2 separate regions of the Zea mays genome follow, and region 1 is linked to region 2. The links are chromatin contacts, called in public Hi-C maps. All regions are on one chromosome and are shown on one strand. Each heading gives the region's core, a stretch centred on a gene start, on an enhancer-like site or on the middle of the called end of the contact. The rest is flanking DNA. Distances are from core to core; before and after follow the strand shown. Region 1 holds the start of LOC100273022. Region 2 holds the start of LOC100285665 (nitrate and chloride transporter).

The links. A called contact is a pair of places that touch in the nucleus more often than the background predicts.
Region 1: a Hi-C map of ear shows a contact between it and region 2, with 1.8 times the contacts expected there. The contact joins the promoter of LOC100273022 here to the promoter of LOC100285665 in region 2. A contact is called at or near these places in 2 of 25 Hi-C or Micro-C datasets (ear and tassel).

What each region holds. Positions count from the first base shown.
Region 1 is chr2:239,105,682-239,111,014 of Zm-B73-REFERENCE-NAM-5.0, reverse strand. LOC100273022 reads left to right here and starts at 2,934. Exons shown (of 1, transcript NM_001367776.1): 1 at 2,934-5,333. The coding sequence starts at 2,941.
Region 2 is chr2:238,880,795-238,886,041 of Zm-B73-REFERENCE-NAM-5.0, reverse strand. LOC100285665 (nitrate and chloride transporter) reads right to left here and starts at 2,557. Exons shown (of 1, transcript NM_001158556.2): 1 at 455-2,557. The coding sequence starts at 2,446. The coding sequence ends at 617.

The DNA.
Region 1 (5,333 bases), core at 1,685-4,184, 220 kb before region 2:
GCAGTTCAAATAACGGGCCCTAAGTATTTTATATATTTTTTTATCATTACTTAGTGCACAAACAAATAACCTCCAACATGATGCATAGATTATTTATGTTTCATTAGCTAATTTATTCACTTTAAATATGATTATTCATCATATGTTCTAATGAAAAAAAGGAGAATACACATAAGGAGATTAACTCTTCTCTTTTATCATCCACAACTTGGGTATTACACACTTTTATAGTTTCTATATCACATATGTAGACGTTATGATAGACCTTATTTAATTAGTATAGTTGTAGAAACACATTTCAAACCTGTACACCACAATCATTAAAGGCAAGCACAAACAACAAGGTAGCTAGTATCTACCAACTAAATTTTATTTAAAAAAAAAACCGCAAGCCTAATGGCTACAAATAGTCCTTGACACACCCCACAAAATCAATTAGGTCAGGCCAGACCACACCCACTGTTTTCAAGAATAAAACTGCAGAACGTTAAAATAAGATGGCTTCAGTCATTCTTGGGCTGCTAGGCTCGGCACTTTCAAAGCAGCCTGCTCCATTTCTCCAAGCGACAACCTAACAACCTACAAATAATCCTATAGAAAACTGTGCTCATTCATATGTTGTCGTGTTCTGAAAAAGAAAAAGAAAAAGAAAAAAAACTGTTGAAGACTTGGGAAGAAACTACTCCGCCCAGTGGCGTAGACAGTGGGTGGTCCGGGTGGGCCATGGCATATCCTAAGCCGGCCCACCAGATCACCAGTCCACCAAGATCTATATAAAAAATATTAATATATATTATATTTGCATTCTAATATATACATTTATAGACTTAAATATTAAATCTATAGTGTTATATGCTATTTTTATCTTTATATTTTGAACTATATGCCAAATTATTATATATTATATTAAATTATTTATAAAAAATTCTAATGGCATACCTCACGAAAAAATTCTAGCTACGCCACTGACTCCGCCTACTGGCTACTTATTTTCTGACATATATTCTCATGAATGCTTCCAAAGAAGATAAGAACAAGTGGGTCAGAAAGGTGGCAATAAAAAGTACTACGCGCGGGGGGCCAAAATCTGGCTAGCTAGCACTCGTTCCAGAGAAACTTTGACCACGAGCACGGAGCATGCACCTTTGTTGGCCTTGGCATCTTTATATCAATAAAAAAGTGGAAAGGTTCTAGGTATAAAGGCCCAATAAACACAAGGTCCGCGAGTCCGGCACGAAGCCCGCTGTTTTGGCTTGGTTCGAGCCCGGCACAGCCTTATTCTATGCGGGTCCGGGCCGGCCTGGCACGAATAAGCGGGCTGGGCTCGGACAGAAAATTAGGCACGGTAGGCTAGCCCGGCAGGGGCCGTTTATCTCTAAGCCCGTTAAACCCGTTTTTTGCACTAAAACATGTTTACCGGTACACTTAACCCGCTTTTCGGCCCGCTTTTTTCCTGCTAAACGGGCCGGGCCCGCTGCGGGTCGAGCTCGGACAGGAAATCGAGACCGCGGACTTAGACGGCCCAGCCCCGGTTTTCTAATCGTGTCTGGCAGGTCGTGCCCAAAATGAGCCGGACTTCATCGGACAGGGCCGGACGGTCCGTTTGGCCATCTCTAGTTCTAGGACATGAATAAGAGGACTGGATTAGTTTCCATTCAGACCTCTGCTGATATGAAGTTATGTATGTTGGGGACTTTTTCTCAAATGCTTCGAATTAAGAACAAGGCAACATAAAATGTTAAATGTTAATGACCTTCGTCCATTGAAGCATTATCTCCCCAGGGACACAATGCACTTTGGACGAAGGTCATGAGCAATAATCAGAATTGTAAGATAATAAGAGATGTAATATAAAATATACAACATGAAGGAATAATATGTCAAAACACATAAACTTATTTATATATTTTATTATATAAATTCAAATATCAAAAATATAACATTTAATTACATTTATACTTTCGTCTTGGCAGAAGGCAATAATCCAGGTGACGCGTGCAAGTGATTACAAGATTACGTGAACAGTACAAGGGGAAAGAGGTTGATGGAATTACACCATCACATGTTAAGTGTTAACTACATATATACCTGTTTAAGTGTTAGCTACATATAACTACAATATCCATTCCCTGACATATATACATATAAGGCTAAATTCTTCCTACCCATACCGCACTATGCAACCACCTCACCAAGCTGGTTTCATACCCTACTTTTTTTATCTCTCGCAACGGTTCCTTCTAAATACACCCCATGTATCTCACTATAAACATAAAATATCATTTTCTTTTCCTACTTTCCACCCATTACTATTTTTTTTATCTATTCTGATAAATACTCACGTGTACGTAAAACGAGGAGTGGCTGCCGGTACCCTGTGCAGGTCTTCCGACAGTGGTCAGCTGGTCAAGTGGCGTCCACGTCTTATTATTAGACTGGAAGAAGGGACACGGTTTCGTCTCTCGTTGGGAGTGGGACCAAGCTCGCTCAAAAGCTCATCTCAACCAACATGGTGCCAGGAGATGTGACAAGCGGTCAACAATGGCTGCCCTGGTCTTGCTCCATTGTTTTTTCCCCACTTGATGAGGCGAGAAGGAATCTCGATCGATCGATCGCGTGTGTGAACGATTGACCTGGATCGTGACCAGCGCAGCACGCGTTCACATTGCTTATGATTGGTTTAGTGCGTCCGCACGTCCAATCCATACGAGCCCACCTATTTCTGGCTTATATGCCGATTTTTGAATAACTTATTTTACATCAACTCATGCGGCCAATATATACAATTAAACATATGCTAAGTTAAAGTTAAAGCACGCGATAATTTAGGATAGACTGATGCGGGTAACCACTAACCAATGACATGGATTATTACTAGTCCCTTCTTATATATCATCCCCTCGGACCCCTCCCCTTCTCATAACGGCAGGGCATGCATGCATGCGTGCACAGAGACACCCACATCTCTCGTTCACCATGCCTGCTTCACCCTACAGCTACACACTACTGGTCGGGCTTTTCCTCGTCTCCCTGCTGCTGCACAGCCCCAGGCCGTGCTCTTGTGCGAATTACCACACTCTCGCGGCGGGCCAGGCGCTCGCTGTCGGCGACACCCTCGTCTCCAGGAACGGCAAGTTCGCGCTCGGCTTCTTCCCGTCCGGCACCACCACCACACCCGCCGCCAGTAAGTCCTCCTCCTCCTCTGACAACAACAGCAACACCACCGCCGTCTCCAACTGGTACCTAGGCATCTGGTTCAACAAGATCCCAGTCTTCACTCCGGTCTGGATTGCTAACCGGGATGACCCGTTCACCGACCCAGACGCAGACCCCAATAATAAGCTCCTCCCCAAACGGACTCTGCAAATCTCTAGAGACGGGAACCTTGTAGTAGTCCAGGAGGACAACAACGCTCCTCAAAGAACTGAAACCCTAGTCGTTTGGTCCACCACCACCACCAGCAGCAACACCACCAGCACCAACACCAACAACACCAGCACCAACACCACCAACACCGTCGCCGAGCTCACCCACAATGGCAACCTGGTGGTGCGCGACGCCTCGGCCTCGGACGCGTCCAAGGTCCGGTGGCAGAGCTTCGACTACCCAACAGACGTGTACCTCCCGGGATCCAAGCTGGGCAGGAACAAGGTGACGGGGTTGAACCGCGTCTTCGTGTCGAGGAAGAACAGGGCGAACCCGGCCCGCGGCTCCTACTGCGTCGGGGTGGACTCACGGTTCTCCCAGGGGATCATACTCAGCCAGTGCTCCTCTTCCGTCGTGTACTGGGCGTCGGGCACATTCTCACTGTCGGACGTGGATCCCAGCGACAGCGGCTTCATCAGCTACAACCAGATCGACAACGCCCAGGAGCAGTACTACATCTACACCATACCCAACGACACCCTCTCCGTGTACACCGCCGTGGAGACCTCTGGCCAGATCAAGGGGCGCGTGTGGGTGGAGAGCAGCCACGCCTGGCGAGACTTCTACACCCAGCCCATGAATCCCTGCAGCGTCCACGCTGCCTGTGGACCTTTCACTGTCTGCACCACCACCGGCGGCGGCGACAACAACGCGAACATGTCCTGCGATTGCATGGAGGGATTCTCTATCAGGTCGCCCAGTGAATGGGACCTCGACGATCGAGCGGGAGGGTGCACGAGGAACAACCAACTCGATTGCGCCACGGACAGGTTCTTGCCCGTGCCTGGCGTTCAGTTGGCCTACGACCCCGTGCCCATGAAAGCAACTGACGCTGATGGATGTGGCCAGGCTTGTGCCACTGATTGCTCTTGCACTGCTTACTCATATGCTAGCACTACTGGTGGTGGTGGTGGTGGGTGCTCTATCTGGCGTGGAGAATTGCTTAACACCGCAACAGCAAGTACCACCGGCGACACTCTCTACCTTCGCCTCTCTGCCAAGGATCTGCAGACGCTGAGAGAGAACCAAAGATCAGGCCGCCCATCTAAGGCGACAGTTGTTACTGCTGCAAGCATTGCGGCCGGTGGTTTTGTGATAATTGCGCTCATCGTACTACTCGTTTGCAGCTGGAGGAGAACAAGCAACACCCAAGATTGCGATGGGACGATTATTAGATCATTCACGTATAGTCACCTACGCCACGCGACAAGAAACTTCTCTGACAGGCTAGGAGGCGGCGGATTTGGTTCTGTGTACAAGGGAACGATTCTAGGGAGGGACGACGATGGTTCCGCGGTCACTACTATAGCGGTGAAAAGACTACTAGATGGTGCTCGTCAGGGAGAGAAGCAATTCAGGGCTGAGGTGAGTTCGATAGGCCTGATCCAGCATATCAACCTGGTGAAACTGGTCGGTTTCTGCTGCGAGAGCGATAAAAGGTTGCTAGTGTACGAGCACATGGTCAATGGTTCTCTCGACGTCCATCTGTTCAATAGTAATGGCGGCGGTGGTGGTGGAAAGGATGGTGTCGTCGTCCTAGACTGGAGCACGAGGTACCAGATCGCCGTCGGGGTCGCGAGAGGGCTGGCGTACCTGCACGAGGGCTGCCGCGAGCGCATCATCCACTGCGACATCAAGCCGGAGAACATACTCCTCGACGCGTCGCTCGTCCCAAAGATCGCGGATTTCGGGATGGCGGCGATCGTGCCCAGGGATTTCAGCCGCGTCCTCACTACGTTCAGAGGAACCATAGGCTACCTTGCCCCGGAGTGGATCGGTGGAGAAGCCATCACCGAAAAAGTGGACGCCTACAGCTTCGGAATGGTGCTGCTGGAGATCGTGTCAGGGAGGAGGAACTCGCCTAAGGTATACACCACCAACAGCTGCCACGTTTCTTATTTCCCGTT
Region 2 (5,247 bases), core at 1,308-3,807:
CGCCGTGGGATGTGGCCGGCTGGGGCCGCTGGGGAAGTGGGTTGGCCGCTGTAGCGGGTTGGTTTGTAAGCCCACCATCTACCGGGACGTGCTCGGGCCAGCCTAACGGGCCGAGATGGCTGTCGAGCTTAGCACGCTCGTCGAGCCAAGCTGAGACCGGACCCGTATTAACCTGTGCCATACCGTGCCGTATTCGTGACGTGCTAAAAAATCGTGATTCGTGCCGTGCTAACGGGCCACCACGTGCTTTCTAGATATCTATAGCTAGGCGTCTCCACTCGCGCAGACTCCGACGATACGGGTGCTCGGTAGGACACGGGCCCGTGACTTTTATTTACCATCGACAAACGACAGACATCACTTGCCTGCGCCACAGCTTCCCCTCGGTAGGAGTTGCACGGCGCCATCCCTTGCCAGTTGCCCAGCAGGCACCATGGATTGGACTGGACGGCAGTGGAAACGGACAAGAAGGCTTTTTTTAGGCTATTTAAATTTGAAAGGTAACAAGGGTCGGTCATCACGGGTGAATGCAACAAAAAAGTACTATATTCACATGTACATGTACACCCCACCCGTCGTCGTCCCTGACCATGCCTTCCCGCTCCCGCTCACCACCTCACGCCTTCCTGCCGTTGGCCGCCGCCTTCTCCCTCTCCTCCTCCTCCCGTTTCTGGTCGACCGGCAGGCGCCCGTCCCGCCCCGGGCCCTCGTCTCCGTCCCGGAACCTCGCGTATATGTCGCCCCTGTAGAACGTCCACGTCCGCCACACCAGCACCAGCGACACCAGCGCGCCGACCACCGTGGCCGCCGTGACGATCAGGAACGACCGCCGGTAGCACTCCACCCCGAGGCAGATCCTGCCGCGGCCGCGCTGCTGCGCGGCCGCCGCGTCGTAGAGCCGCCCCGCCACGCGCACGTTCAGGATGTAGGAGCCCACGGGGCTGGCCATGCCGCCCAAGTTGTAGAGCGTGGAGTAGTACTTGAGCCCGAACACCTCCGAGATGATGGCGAACACCAGCGGCCACTGCGCGCCGAAGCAGAACCCGACGACCACCGACGCCGCGTACAGGGACCGCGGCGCGCCCAGCGCGATCAGCACGTGCCCCGCGCACGCCAGCGCCAGCACGCACGTCAGCAGCAGCGGCCGCGGCACGCGGTACCGGGCCAGCGCCGCCTCCGAGGCGTAGCCCGCCGTCACGCGCCCCGCGTAGTTCCAGATGCTGATCAGGGACACGAACGTGTTGACGCTCCTGGCGGGGTAGCCCAGCGACTCGCCGATCTGCCCCATGTTGTCGATCGCCGTCAGCGTCCCGCCCACGCCGCAGATTGTCGCCACGAACAGCACCAGCATGTCCACGCTCACCAGCGCCTGCAGGATCGTGTAGTCCTCCCCACGAGCCGGCGGACGGAACATGGTCCTCACGCACCCACAGAACGACGACGTCGTCGGCGGCGGCGCCGGCGCCGGCTGCTGCTCTGTTTTCTTGCTGGCGTCCGTTGCCGACGCGGAGATGATGGTCGGCGGCGGCGGGTCGGCCGCGTCGAGCTGGCGCTCCCGGTAGATCTTGTACTCCTGCTTGACGACGACGCCGAGGGGCATGAGGAGGAGGATGAGCAGCGGCGTGGCGGCCACGCCGTACGCGGCGCGGGAGAAGGGCACCTGCTTCTGCACCACGATCATGACGAGGAGGAAGCACGCCAGCGCGATGGAGAGGTAGAGGAAGCAGAAGAAGGGGTCGGAGTCGGAGCTCGTCTCCTGCCTGCCGCCGCCACGGCGGCGCGGGTACGGCATGTACCGGATGGTGTGGACGAACACGACGGACACCGCCGCGGGGAGCCAGGCGACGAGGAGGATCAGCGACTCGGCGTCGTCGCCGCCGTACAGGGCCAGGTACAGCTGCGTGTACACGGCGCCGCTGAGGCCGACGAAGCCCTTGAGGATGCCGAGCACCACCCCGCGGCTGTCGGGGAAGTTCTTGACGCAGGTCACCAGCGCGCCGGTGTTGGCGAACGACTGCGAGTTGGCGCCCACGAAGAAGTAGAGGCACACGAGCCACAGCGGCGGCGGCGCGGTGCGCCCGGACACGGCCAGGTACACCATGAGGTACCCGGACAGGTTCATGGCGGCGCCCATGGCCAGCACCACCCACGGCGGGGTCACCTCGTTGATGAGCCCCGAGAAGACGCCCAGGTTGGCGCCGAGGTCCTTGAAGAAGGACACGGTGTTGAGCGTGCGCTGGTCGTACCCGAGCGACGACTTGAGCGTGCCGGAGTAGCTCCCGAAGATGTACGTCGCGCCGGACGACGCCATGATGAGCAGGCTCGCGAACACCGTCAACCACCGCCCCGCGAGCACCTGCCGCGCGAACCCGCGCGTCAGGATCACGCGGAGAGGGTTCCCCGACGCCGCCGCCGCCGACCTGCTGCCGCTCGCGTCGAACACCATGGTGGCGAGGCGACCGGCAGCTAGCTAGCGTGCACGCGCGCGCGCGCGCGGGAGGAGGCAGGATGTACGGCGCGAGTGATGGGCGTTGTTTGGTGTCTGTTACTCTGTTAGGTGTGTGTCGATTATGAGCTTGTTTTCTGCACATGCTCTTGTATTTAATGAGCTGGTTGAGAGTGTGGATCGAGTGACGAAACTTGAGAGTGGGGGCGTGCTGCTGTGTTACTGTGTCTCTTTCACACAGTAGATTCGGACGGAGGCAAATGAGTGATCCATATAATCATCACTTTAAGCAAAGGCATTGGAAAATACGTCGAATAATGCAAAAGAGTACAAAACACAAGATGGAAAAAAAAAAGACTGACCGAAGGAGAGCGGAAACATGAAGAAAAAACAGACTTGTTAGCAGCATCAGACCGTGTGAGGCACCAAATAAAACACCGAATATGAGGAGTAATGTAGCGAGAAAGGGCTACCCTTCAGCAGCAGATTACACCAAATGTGTAGGTGTGCATTAGACACCACATCTGATTGGGCACCAGATACAACATTTAGAAGAAAAAAAATGTAGCGTGTCTGAGGACATACACAAAACAACGGATGTGCCCAGTGTACAGCGACCAAAGAGGGCTATAACACATTGGACAGGGGTGGTAGAGAGCGACCAAAGAGGGCTATAACGCATTGGACGTGTTCTATCACCGTAGAAGCGTGCACATGTTTTGGTCAAAATAAGAACTCCGACGAACAAGATGCATCAGTTGGTGCAAGTCACTTTGTTTGTGTTCCTGTACGAAATAAGCTCGGCCCAGGCGAGATCGTGTTCGCGACCCATTTTGACAGCTTGGCTAATAGGCCAACTGCCCAACTGCCAAACCGAGAATGTGTTTGGCAGATGGCCGTAGTCGGCCTGGCCCATAGACAGAAAATAGAGATGGACATAGATGAATAAAAAATAACGAGCAAAAGTTTGCAAGAGCATTACAACAACATATGTCAATTGAAGCATACAAGCATCAGCTGAGTTAGCCTCGGACAAATTTAACTTCATCAATTCATGTCATTGCTGGCTACAAGGTACAATCAAAGAAGCCACGAAAGAAGAACGCAACATAGTCAGACATCACACAGATGTGCATCCCAGCTTAGATAGCAAAAGCACATGCATCCAACAAATGCATCCACCAATTGTGTCATCATCGACGAAATGAAAAGAGCAAGATTGACAGTAGAGATGGGCATAGATAAATACAGAATGAGCAAGAGTTTGCAAGATCATTACAACAACATATGTCAATTGAACCATACAAGCATCAGCTGATTAAAGCACTCAACCTCAATGAAATAGTAATGATTTTTCTCAGATATAATTGACATTTCATGTGATCTTTTAGCTTGGAGCATAAGGAACATAGCTGGGCAGCCAAACTAGACAAATTGAAGCTCATCAAGGCCATGAAACCATGATATTCATCCAACCCAACCATTAAGTCATCTTTGGTGGATAACAGTTGCATTGGGCATGGATGTGCCCCATGGTTCCATGGCAATAATGACAACATGGTGGAAACAACATAATTTTCACCATATACCCAGTACCTCACAATTTAAAGATCATCCACATTAACGTTTCACAAAGTAGCAATTATGTCATCATAGGCATAAAGGAAAGCACAAGTGCTTGTGTACTGTCTGAATGGACCTCCTAAAGGCCTGGTGCACAACTCTAAACCTTTGGTTGTGACCAACAACATGCAGGAACATGACAACTTGCTCCTCTATTGACACCCCCTCCCTATCAGTTATCAGTCCCCTCTCTCTAAAGGTCGTGCATAAAGCAAAAAAGGGGGATATCCTCATCCTAAGCATGGAAATGCACTCTACATCAGTGGAGTTGTAAATCATGTTGAGGGTCCTCTGTCTGTGAAGTTTACTTTCTTCCCTAAGTACATACACTAGAGGGTGTCAGGCTTTACTTCAGGATCAAACCTTTTTCTTTTAAGCCTAGTGGTAACAAATGAAACCATCACTACTGTCAAGGCAGCTGATACAGAAATTAATATAATCATACCCTGCTTGGACTCAACATGCTTGCACAATGAATCAGTAAGGAAAAAGAACACGACTGCATCATCTAGATGATACCTCCAGACGAACGTAAAGGACAACATCATCGGCCATTTTAATATAAATCCAAAGCAAACCACATGAAAATCAAAATCGTAGCAGGTATAACATGAACAACAAATTGTACCAACCCTAACTCATGAAGCAAGCACCATAAAATAGAACGATTGGGGCTGATTTCACCTTGGGGTCAAGGTCATAGCAACGGAGACGGAGCAAATCTAGAAGTAGAGGAGGAAGATCGACCAGAGATGAAGAAGATGCTCAACACCCCGGAGTCCCGACACCAGTCATAGGTGGACGCAGCCGCGATGCACAGCCTATCGCCTCCGGTCTCTCACGAGGGGGGTGGAAGAACAACGAGCAGCGAGAGGAGGGAAAAATAGGGAGCACCATCGCCATATATAGCCGTAAGAGGATTCACCAGAGCTCGCCTTCCCGCGCGCAAAAGTTTCACCTTCCCGCGCGAGCCCGCGCGAGCCACCCCGCCGACCGTGAGAGCCGACGTGCGTGCATGCGCCGCACGCAGCCGCGCTCTCAGGAAACGAACCCTAGCAGTGTATCCTGGGAGCCAGACACAATGGTCCTTTTTGGCTGCTGGGAGCCTGGCAGCAACGTGGGCCACCCTTGCAAACAAGGCCACTTGCAGCCCAGGAGCGCAATTGGGTTGTTGGGCC